Regions from separate parts of the Gossypium hirsutum genome. Here region 1 is linked to region 2. A link is a contact called in public Hi-C data. All regions are on one chromosome and are shown on one strand. Each heading gives the region's core, a stretch centred on a gene start, on an enhancer-like site or on the middle of the called end of the contact. The rest is flanking DNA. Distances are from core to core; before and after follow the strand shown.

What was found. Hi-C and Micro-C count contacts between places; a contact is called where the count stands out from the background.
Region 1: a contact with region 2 is called in a Hi-C map of leaf, with 3 times the contacts expected there. The contact joins the promoter of LOC107901532 here to the enhancer-like site in region 2. A contact is called at or near these places in 11 of 34 Hi-C or Micro-C datasets (fibers, hypocotyl, leaf and 1 more).

The regions. Positions count from the first base shown.
Region 1 is chrD06:21,047,999-21,054,200 of Gossypium_hirsutum_v2.1, reverse strand. LOC107901532 (probable glycosyltransferase At5g03795) reads left to right here and starts at 4,675. Exons shown (of 6, transcript XM_016827584.2): 1 at 4,675-5,058; 2 at 5,326-5,393; 3 at 5,669-6,202. The coding sequence starts at 5,784.
Region 2 is chrD06:20,702,674-20,709,093 of Gossypium_hirsutum_v2.1, reverse strand. No RefSeq gene overlaps it. Among protein-coding and RNA genes, the nearest start is that of LOC121218511, 32 kb to the right of the region's middle. Within about 2 kb of position 3,048, at least 3 of the 9 cell types and tissues checked have an H3K27ac peak or open chromatin away from gene starts, as enhancers often do. A contact at or near this core is called in hypocotyl and leaf, where this site is marked.

The sequences.
Region 1 (6,202 bases), core at 3,426-5,925, 340 kb before region 2:
AGCAACGAATGTGACATTCTGGTACCTTGACCCGATGACCGAGTCGGGTATGGGGGTGTTACAAACTGAGCCATGTTCTAATGAAGATCGAGGCACTAAGAAAGTGCAGTTCAAGGATGGTATGGTAGTAATAGCCATAGATATAGCCGTCGACACACCGACTGAAGCAACACTATTGTGGAAAGATAAGTTATTGGGGTAAGGTATTGTTTGAATCTAGGAAGTCAATTAACCCGAAGGGGCTTGACGATGATGATGATTTTGAACTTTTAAAAGGGGATGTCACAAGGTCAGTTGTTAATGGGATCCCCTAGATCAAGTGATAGGGTGCTGATGTGTCACTAAATCAACTAAAAATACAACGAAGGTAATTACACCTATCGATAAATAGTATAACTATGGTGAATAAAGATATCGTATCCACGAGGACTAAAAATATTAGTAATTACCGTTTTCCTATTATTTACCTCTCGTATCTCAAGTTTTGATAAATGGCATCACTCAACGTATTGAGTATGGACTGTTACCAATGGTGTTTTTGTTGCGGACGTTACATACACTTGAAAGAGTTGTGTCTAAGGACTCCCTTAGTATCAAATCAGCAGGCAATGAGGTTTTGCCGAATGACAGGTCGTCGATGAAACCCGGTGTGACGGAGAGGGAGGAGGCATACGGGCCTTAGATGTTAGATGTTGGTCGAGGGAAAATCGTGAAGGAAATCACGAGACTCCAAAAAATAGGGGCAAAAAAAATCAAGAGGAGACTTTTCTGGGATTACGATTTAATGCGTTAGTTTTTTTTTTTTGATACAAACACTGGTGAGCTGGTTTCGATTTCTGGGAAGGAAATGGGGGTTTCTAATAAAAGTAAGAAAATCATGTCAAATTTGAGTTCGAAAGGAATTAATAGAAAACATCACCAGAGTTATGGGCCATATGGGAAGAGGCCTGTTCAGAATAAAACTGCGAAGCAAGGGAGACTGGCTTGGGTGGGATTAAGATTTTATTTTCCAAAATAAAATTACATTTGGTAGTCAAATTTTTATAATTACAAAAGAAGAAAAAATTACTTAGAAATTACACATGTGATGTTACATATGGTTCAATCATGAATCTAAAAAGTTAAATATCTTAAGGGTGCGTTTGGTTCGCTGTATTGGATTAGAGGTGTATTGGATTAGAGGTGTATTGGGATTAGAGGTGTATTGGATTAGAGGTGTAATAGCTAATCCACTGTTTGGTTGAATGTAATGGAATAGAGGCGTAATAGTAATCTTGTGTTTGGTTGAATGGAATAGAGGTGTAATAGCATAATGGAAAAAAACTAAAATGACTAGAATACCCTTAGCATAAAATTGTTTTGGTAAATGATTATTGTTATTGTTATTTAAATTATAATAAGATTATTATTATCAATAATAAATAATTTAATCAGATTTAAACATAATTATTATTAAATATATTTTAATTAAAATATATAATTTAATAAAATTCTTAATAATTAATATTCTTATATTAATTTACTGAAATCATAATATATGATACTGTAAAATATAAATTAACATAATTATTATTAAATATATTTTAATTAAACTATATAATTTAATAAAATTCTTAATAATTAATATTCTTATATTAATTTACTCAAATCATAATATATGATACTGTAAAATATAAATTAACATAATTATATTAAATATAATTTAATAAAAATATATAATTTAGTAAAATTCTTAATATTAAATATTCTTATATGAATTTTCTAAAATCATAATATATAATACTATAAAATATAATTTAACATAATTATTATTAAATATAATTTAATAAAAATATATAATTTAATAAAATTCTTAATATTAAATATTCTTATATGAATTTTCTAAAATCATAATATATATAATACTACAATACTTACAAATTCTATTAATCTGGTCCTAACTTTAAAAAATTCAATAAACTTAACCTTCAATTTTACATATTATATAAATTTAACCATTATTCTTAAAATTCAAAAATAAAAATTAAAAAACTAAAAATTTAAACATTTATTTTTCGATAAAAATACATACAAAATTCTAAAAATATTTATAAATAAATGAATATCTATTTTTCTCATTTTTTAACATGACATTTATTTATTAGAATAATAAATTTATAAATAAAACAATTTAAGGAGAAAAAGCAATGAAAAAGAATTAGACAAATTTAAAAAAATATTAAACATTAACTTGGCTGGATCTTGTACAAGGAAAACAAAGCCATTAACTTGGCAACCATACATCTGAAATAAGCATATGAAATTGAAGTTCAAAATAATCAAAGAAAATGAAGCTTCAAAATGTGTGACATTGAACACATAATCAATTACAGAAAAGTTGCTATGTTTTGGCACTAAAAGCAACCGCAAGCCACAACTACCAGCATGTCAAGGATTAAATTTGTTTTGGCACCAAAAGTAAACCACAAGTCACAAGAACCAGCATGTCAAGGATTGAATTTGTTTGGGCACTAAAAGCAACCGCAATCACAAGCCACAAGTACCAGTCCAACCCCTTAACCTACAGCTTAATTGTAGAAACCTTATGAGCCCTCAAACTGATATATATTGCCGAATCTTGGTAAGAAGAAGCAAAGGAGAGAAAAGGGGTTTTCCAGGAATGAAAGAAAATGAAAATGAATACCTTGAAAACGGCATAATTAGAAAACAACATGCTCAGTTAGTAAGCAATAAAGAATATTTAGTTTAAATGACAGGAAGGAAGTCTAATTCATTATGCACTCCTTTGTGCTAATAGGAACCATTTCATAGTCGAGCATACGAACAATCAGAAACAGAAACTTATATAATATCCAAGGCAACACCAATGTTCGTGAAGAGAATTCAGAATTACGAACAGCCAAAAACAAAACTTGAAAATAACCTACATAAAAGCGTTCAATGGTATATTTCATATTTACTCCAGGCTAATGTTATTTTCTCCACCAATTTTAAAAACATTGAGCATGACTAACTATCCATAGAAGCAAGTAAGAAAACGAAATTCTAAATTCCACAAAAGAAACCAACTACTGCAAAACTTGAGAGCATCAGGAATAACCATTCTCTTGTCTTGTCATATGGTGCAAGAATCCCCTCATAAGCCTTCAATTCACACCAGCGAAAGCTGCCACCCCATGCTTAGTCTTTGCAAGGAATCATCCTGCAATCAAAGAAAATATCAATTACCATAAGGACAGTCAAAATGAAGCCCAGTTATATACTCCATATATGCTGAAGCCAAACACATTGCCTTTGCACCATAAGATTCATAGACCTTGTCAGCTATTGGTTTTCTCTCAATCCAACAATAATAACCTGAAGCACACTCATTCTACTCTCTTTCAATTCGTCCCTACATTTTACCTATAACCAACTATAACAAACACACAGATCTCTAACAAGAAAAACCAATAGCAAACTCTCATTATTAAACATAAAGCCAAATTGATTAGGAAACTACTTTGGAGGAAGATTGGCAGTAAGTTGCTCAAGTCAAGACTAGGAAACGGATCTCTAGATTCAATTTTGTAACACATGCAAGTTTACCAAGTCTACCACTCATTTCACTACACAAAGACACCCTGAAAATATTGCATTCGATCATTTCACAAGAAAATAGATTGATAATCTGAACATCCATCAGTATTGCAAATGATAAGCTAGAATTGGCAGAGATTTACAGGTCCACGATAGAAAGTAAAGCAATCCAGTATAATAGAACCAGAAAGCCTTACATAGAAAAGAACATATATGATATTAAAATCAATAAAAACCTGGGAGGAGTTTGTCCCAGCGAAGAGTCCTCTTCATCACCAATCGAGTACAAATTAGTAAAATTTGACTCGAACTTTTCATCATCCACATCGACTCGTGGTTGCACCTCCAATTCATCCATCAATTCATCATCGGTCTCCTTATGCTTCCCAGCCAACTTTCTCCGCAAAATGGCCTCAAGAACTGAAGGGAGTGCCTCTTCATACCCTTCAAAGTACTTCTTGATTCGGGTTTTCAGCTCTGGCACCAAAGAACTAACAAAGTTTAACAACATAACAAAAAAACAAATTAAAGACTTGTTCAAAGTCGGGCAAGTTTTAGGGATTCTGATTTGGGGAAAAGGGGAAACGGGAAATGGGGAAATGGTTGTTAAAGACTTGTTCAGAGAGGGAGCTGGAAAGAGTCGAGTTTTCAGCGTTGGTTGAAAAAGACTGGGAGGGTAAAACAGGGCATAGAAATTGGGAAGACGTCCGTAATAGCTAATCGTCGTTTTGGGAAAGGAATACAAAAGCAGAGATTTTGGGGAATAGGCCGGTAATGTAATACGCCTGTAATAGGCATACAGCGAACCAAACGCCGGATTAGGTGAGGCGCGCGGAATAGATGGGTAATCGCATACCCATTACAGCGAATCAAACACGCTGTAAATTTTTTAGGGCAATCTAGATGGGTCAATAGTAACGACTAATTCCTTTATTAAGAATGTAGTAACTAGGTGATTGATGGAAGAAGTTAGCAAATAGTCATGGTATGTTAAAGGAATCGGTTAGGCACAGCGAAGTCAAAAGTTAGCTGCGGTAATAACGAAATATAATAATAAACGACTGTCCTTTCTCGTCCAAAAACATTTATCATTTACCAGAGTAAAAATAAAAGCCGACCAGGAGAGGTTCTTTGTTTCCAACTTATTGGTAAAGCCAAAAGAAAAAAAAATTTCTCAGTAACAAGGAAGCTGCAGGGCATTGAAGCTTTTAAATTCCCATTCAAATTCTCAACATCTTACGGTTTGGCTGCTCAAGAAAAAAGAAAAAGAAAAAGAAAAAGAAAAGAGTTCATCAAAAGCAAAAGCAAAAAGAAAACGGAGTAAAGAGGAAGAAGAATTTGATCTCTCTAGTTTTACAACTGCGCGCCTCTTGGAGAAGATTCCTTGCTTCTTTATTTTCCTGAACTTTAGATTTCTCGCTTTCATCATTAGCTTCTTTTCCACCAAACTGAAGAGCAAGAGTTCGACGAGCGAAATTCGTAAGCATTTTTTTCTTTACTTTCTTGTTTTAGTTGAATTTTGTATTCCTGATTGTTTCTTCGCTTCTCTCTGTATTTTCTGGATTTGCATTTTGATTAGTGAAATAATTGGGGTTAGATCTGCATTTAATGGTTTAAAATACGAACCGGTGATTTGTACTCTCTACATCGTTGACTTCTTTTTGCTAGTTGATTAGTTGACCGCTAAAACAGATGTACAATTATAAGTATGCTGATTCTTTGCTTCTCTATTTTCTTGAATTGTAGAGTTTTCGTTTTCTTAATTGGATTCTTTTCCACCTAACTGAAGAGTGAGAGTTCGACGAGCGAAATTCGTAAGCATTATTCTTTTCGCTTTCTTATTTTAGTTTATTTTTCTACTTCTTGTTGCTCCGTCACTTCTCTCTATATTTTCTGGATTTTGATTAATGAAAGAATCGGCGTTAGATCTGTATTTAATGGTTTAAAATATGAACCGGTGTTTTTGTACTCTCTAATTTGTTGACTTTTTTTTCCTACTTGATTCATTGACTGCTAAAATAGGTTCAACAATTGTTCATGTATGCTGATTATTAGTTTTTTGAATCATTTTACTCTTTGCTTGAGTTAGGTTCATTAATCGGTGAAGGACTTTCATTGTGACTAAATTCAGGGGCTAAGGAACAGAATGCAGGGATGATATTTAGCATTGGAACTGAGCTGACAAGTAGTCAAGTTGTTACTCAATGGGGCATGAACTTAAATCTTGGTTTCAATTAGATGCGAGGAAATTGATATGGCTTATATGTGCGATCACGGTGATTATAACATTCCAGTATCTTGAACTTTTGAGCGAGAATGTGTTTTCGGCGGTAGTTCCTTCTGGTAAGATCTCTGTTGAGGGACAAAGTAGTTTCTTAGCCAGTGCTCCATCATCGACTGAGCTAGATGGGACAATACGTTACGTGACTCATTCAATTGGTTTGGAGTGTAATGGAACATATGCTGGTAGTGAGACAGTTCATGGTAATGAGGTCTCTGAAGAAAGGGACATGGATTCTAATGATGATGTTATATCAGAAACCGATGTGGACTTGAATAAATCTTCTACATTTGAGGAAGGCAGTGAATCTCCAAAAGAGTCTTTAAGTGAGGAATTGGTAGA
Region 2 (6,420 bases), core at 1,799-4,298:
TTTTAATTCAACTTTGTAAAGTGATATCCAAAATTACTATATTAATTTGATTTACAATACTAGTTACCAAATATTAATTAATTTGACATAAATTTGAATATTTATTATTTTATTGAAAGAGAGAGTGAATAAAGTCAAATTATAGTAGATAGTTGGATACTGATTTATTGTGTTAACTTTTTTAAGATAAGGAAAATACAATATGCATGGTTAATTACATATTAAGGTTTATATTTTTATTAAGGAATTTATTCAGAAAGTGAAATCTGACATTAAATTACTTATTCCAGATTATTTTTAAAACTTTCTTAATAATTAAAATTGAAATTATAATTGAATATAGACGCATGCATGAAATTCAGGTAAAAATATTTAAATTCATAAAAAGCATTTTAAAATTATATTTTGCATATCATTTACTTCAAATGTAAGCGGTAAAGGAATGGATTTTGTTTAATTGTAAGCTATAAATTAATTAGCATATTTCTTGTTATATAAAATTAGGTGTTTATATTCATTTTATTATTTATATTTCTTATCAATTACTGTTTTTAGTTTAAATATTAAAATAGGTCTGAACTGTGAAATGATTTATCTGCATTGAAGTCATAAATTTGCAGCACAAATTATGGACATATATCTGAATTGTAACTTCAAATTACACGAAATGCTATTAAGTTTATATTATTTAGATTATATAAATTATAGTAAGAAATTTGATAAATAAGATTAATAAATACTACACGTCAAGTTTAGATATTATATTATATATTTATATAATGTCTTCAAATAATATTTTTAAATACTACTGTGTGCATGAATATTGAAGTAAAATAATATATTTTATATAGAAATGTTGTATCATAATTTACTTTAAAAATATTATTTGAATATTACTATAATATCTTTAAATACTACAATATAAAGATGTTATATTTTTTATAAAAAAATAGTATTCCTGCAACTTACAAAGAGATAGATAAAAATTCCACATATGATATTTAATAAATTTAGTTATCTATATAATCTGATTTTAAATCCTTAAATTTATGAGGCAAATGATAAATTTAAATGTGTCATACATAAATTGTTTCCTTTTATTATAACATCAAATCCACTCACAATCTTAATTTTGGTTTTTAATTCATATTTTTCGTTAACAACTTACGAAATAATAAATATGTAATAATTTCTTTATTTTGGTATTCTTTAAAAAAAACAATTTTTATATGTTAAATATTTATTTTTTTAAGTAAATTTTAATATTATAAAATTAAATAATTATTTCAAATATAATTTTATATGTGAAAGTTCTATATATAAAAAATAGAAATATGTAATTATATAATAAAAAATTATATATATCATTATGTTAAATATATTTTATTTTTTAAACATATCAACTAGTTATTTTGATATATTTATCTTATATATAATTTTTATATTTAAAATATTTATTTGTTACCTCATTGTCGGTATGGTAAATTCTACTATTATTAAATAAAATAATTGTTTCAAATATAATTATTTTTATTAAATATAATTTACCATACTATAATGTAGGTGAAAAAATAATGATATTTGAAATAATTATTTGATTTTATAATATTAAAATTTACCATACCCATAATATAAGTAAAAAATAAATATTTATAAAAATTATATATAAGAAAAATATATCAAAATAATTAGTTGATATTTAAAAAAAATAAAATATATTTAACATAGATATATAATATATATTTTTATTATACAATTACATACTTATTATTTTGTCTAAATAAAAAAGTTATTAACCATGACATAGAAGAAAAATAAATATAAAAAATATATTTAATAAAATAATATTTTGATTTTATAATATTAGAATTTACCATACTACAATGTAGATGAAAATAATAAATATTTAACATATAAAAATTATATATAAAATATATATATCAAAATATTACATATTTATTAGTTTATCTATATAAATAAAAAAGTTATTATTAAAAATATGGATTAAAAATAAAGAAAATATATGCATTAAAAATAAAAATCGAAGCATTCGAATCTAGGCCATTTGAATAAAAACACCAAAATTTTAGTATTTTTAGAGGACGAAAAGGTTTAGGTAAATTTAAATATAAAAGTTTAAATAATATAATTATTCTTATGCAAGTATTGTTTGATTGAGTTATTTCACGAAAAATTTTTGATAAATTTAATGATTGAATTGGTGTCAGTTAATTCGTGATATCAAGCTTGATTAAAATTAATAAAATAACTTTTCATATTTTATAATTTTGGAGGTGTTTGCATTTATCTCTAATTGAATATAATTTTTATTGTCCTAAGACATGTCTAAGGATTGAGCTACTTGTCCAAGCTTGAAGCTCGCTTAATAATTGGAAGGGTTTTGTCAAAAACATTAAATCCAAAAATTTAACTAAAGTGAAAAATATAAATTCATTTAAAATATGGATCAAACTTGAACCCTAGTAGTCAATGCTCAAACTAGGCCCAACTTATTTTGTAATTGTATAATATATTATTTTCTTTATTTTTTATATAGTATGTAATTTATATCATATGAGAATTATATATAAAATATTTTAATGTAAATATTAAAAATATGTTTAAGCTCATGTTTAAATTTTAAATAAAATTAAAATATAAAATTTATTTAATATAAAAAAGAACAAACTAATATAACCGACTTAAATGGGTTTGGGCTATCTTGAAATTTGAGGCGTATATGGGGATCCGACATGAACAATTATATATGATGTTAATTCCATATATGGATTAGGACCGAATATGACTTGACCATGAACACCTTTACATAAGTAGATAAATTTTATTCAAGATGGGCCATTCGGCAAATTGGTGGTCTTCCATTTTGGGGAAATGTCGATGATGAATATATATATATAGTAGAAGGCAAGACAAAATGTTTAAATAAATTTCGTCGGTATCGAAAGTTTTTGAGAAGTTTGCAATTGGGCCCTCAAACAGACAGTTGACTTCTATCAAACCGAAAGAAAAGGGCCTACGCGGCCACATGTGCGGTGGGCCCAAGATAAGGCCCAACAACATCCACATACTTCTTGCTTTGGACTGTTAGCCGTCCGATCATAAGAATCACATCACTTTTTTCACGACGTTGATGTTAGTGAAATTATATATATATATATTAGTAATAAAAATAGAGGGATTAAATTATATTAAATTAAATTTAAAAAAAATTAAAATTTTAGCATAATAAACTAATAAAAAGAACTAGTGAGAAATTACTAATTGCATATTTCTACGTTTTGGGTTTTTGATATAGTTGTAGGTTGTTGTTTTTTGTATTAAGACAAAACATTAACAATAATAGAATTAAATTATGTCAGAAAATATAAAAACTAAAATTTTAAATTAAATATAATATAAAGATTCTATTATTGATATTTGTCAGTTTGATAATATTATTTACTATGCTCTTGAAGTGATGCCACGACCTTTTAAAAAAATAAAAACAATGTTAAGAAACCATATCATCCATTTAACACTAACAAGTAGCAGCTTACTAACATTACAAAAAATCAAATTATACTCCCATCACTACAACCTTAATATTACATTTCAAGTTTCTATTTCATATACGAACTATCAACAAGAAACACAACTACATCTCTCAATACAATTTTTCATTATATATAATCACAAGTATTTTGATTTGATTTACGACTACAACTTAATCTTTTTTTCTAAATAAAAAGTAAAATCTCGTGTTTGTTTGTAAAAGGCAGGCGTCAACTTGAATGTGTCACTGAGCAAATATCTTGAACAACGTAAAAATATGCATAGGTTTCTATAATAATAATGTCAGCTAGTTTTACGGTCTAGCAGATAGCCATATAATCCTATTGTCGGATTGGTGTTGCATAGGAGACAAATCAAATTAGACCCATGTGAATGTCCAGTTAAAACGACCTTACTCCATTAGATATGGTACTGTTTTTTTTTACCATTTTTTATCACTATCTTACAACCATCAAAATTAGTCCTCATTATCCAACTTCCTATTTTTCCATGTTTATACTATGTTTCTATTTTTATTTTGAAGTTATAACCCATCCAATAGAAACAACTATTATAAGCATTGAATTAAATAATTAATTTAACAAGATCTCATATATTTATATACGTGAGACTTAAATTTAAAAATTCAAAATTTTATAACTGTAACTTTATCATGAAATTTAAATTTTATTAGTGATTTAATTAATATAATTTAATTTAACATAATTTGATTTTTTACTTTTGTAATATCATTATTTGGTAAAATGTTAGATCTATTTTTTTCTCTAAAAAACACTCCTTTCAATTTATTATGTTGACATGATTTTTTTTTAATTTTTAATTTTATGTTTGAAAGGATTAAGAAAGCTATCTGTAATAGATGTTAATTATTTTAAATTAATTGATGATAATATAAAAGTAAAAGGGGAAAGTGTAGTGACTAATTCTTATGTTGAAGCACAATTTGACCTTATTTAAGATATAGGCTCCTCACTATTGTTTGGTACAAGGGAATTTAAAACAGTGTTTTTCTTCTCTCCTTTTCGAAGGAGTTTGCTGAGCCACTTGTTTTTGACAACTCGAAGAATCTGAGAGATGTCTTCAGATTACCTACAAAATGATTGTGAAGAATCACAGAAGATTTATCTAGGTACCCCCCTTGGGATGCTTACTTGACCAGATAAGGATACCCCATTTCTCATATTATTATTTTGATTTGCATCCATTTGGATGGAGAAAATTCAAGTTTTTAAGGTTTTTTTTTATGATTTTGAATTCGGACTAATATTTTTCATTTTTAGTTTGAATCAATTTTAATTTTGGGTCGAGTTTGAGTTAGTTTAGGTTGGGATAAATCTTAAAATTATACATAAATTTTGATCTAATGTACAATTTATTACAGTAACTTTATTTTTGTGTAATTTTATAATGAAATTTTAATTTAATTCAGTTCTCATAATTTATTAGCACTATTATTGATATAACATCATTTTATGTTTATATATTGCATATACAGATAATTATATTTATCTAATATAAAAATGATTTGTTGTATTTATTTAAATGTGTATAATTGAATCAACTAAAGTTTCATGTATATAATTACACCAAATCAAAGTTCATATATCAAATTGCACATTACATCAAAGTTTATGTATAATTTTGAGATTTATTCCTTTTAGCCTTTAGGCTGGACACTTGAGTTTTTCAAATTACTTGTTTGGGCCATTTGGAGTTTTTAGTTAATTTGCGTCTAGACTAGACATGTTGAGGTCATTAGATTTTCGGTAAAATATCCAATTGGTTTCCTAATTTTTAGTGCACTCTCAATTTAATCACACAAAATGAAATTTTTGCAATTTCGTCACTTAACGGTTAAATCTCTAACAACGGTTGATTATATATTCCATGTTATGTTTACACTTTCATTTTGGTCACCCAACTTCTAGGTCGCTTTCATTTCGGTTATAAAAAAAAATCATTTCTGAAGCATTGATTGGGTAAAAAAAAATTAAGAATTAAAGAAAAAAAAGTGATAGAAACTAAAATAATGCATTAAAAATTTGTGAAATTGTATTTGTTTATCCCATTGCCAAAAAGTCTATTTTTTTCAATATTGAAATATTAAATTTCAAAGCATCAAAATCAATTAAGTAAATTGTTGAAAATTTTTTATCCATTGATAATGTCAACCGATTTGTTGCTTGAACATTGAAATTAATTAAATTAATTAAATTAATTAATTTCATCTCCTTCTAAATTTTATTTTATTTTTTTGTTTTGAGATTATTATTAATGAAATCAACTAAAATAACTCATATTTATTAATTGTCTATGAAACTTAATTTTTTATTATATAATCTCGAGCCTACCATGCTAAGTTAAAAACAAAGAAAAATCCATTAATTTCTTGTTCTTCATTTGGGTAAAGAGGTGATGGAAAATTATGGATTTTGCTTGGCATGGAAGATAAAATTAATTAATTGAAAATTTTTTCTTTGTTTTTAGCTTAGCATGGAAGATTTAAAATCATATAGTTAAAAAGAAATTTGGATTTCATAGACGACTATTAAAGATGAGTTATTTGCGTTGACTTTAATTTGGAAATGTAAAAATAAAAATTTAAAATTTAGAAGGAGATTAAATTAATTAAATTAATTAATTTCAATATTATAATAACAAATAAACTAGCATTATCAAGGGATACAAATTTTTCAGTAATTTATTTAATTGTTCATTATTGAAAAAAGAATAAGAACTTTCAACAAGGGGTATGTAATACCCAATTTGCCTGGCCCAAAAGCACAAACACAAACCAAAAATAAAATACATAAATAAATAAACTAATAGCAGTCTTTTTTTTAATGT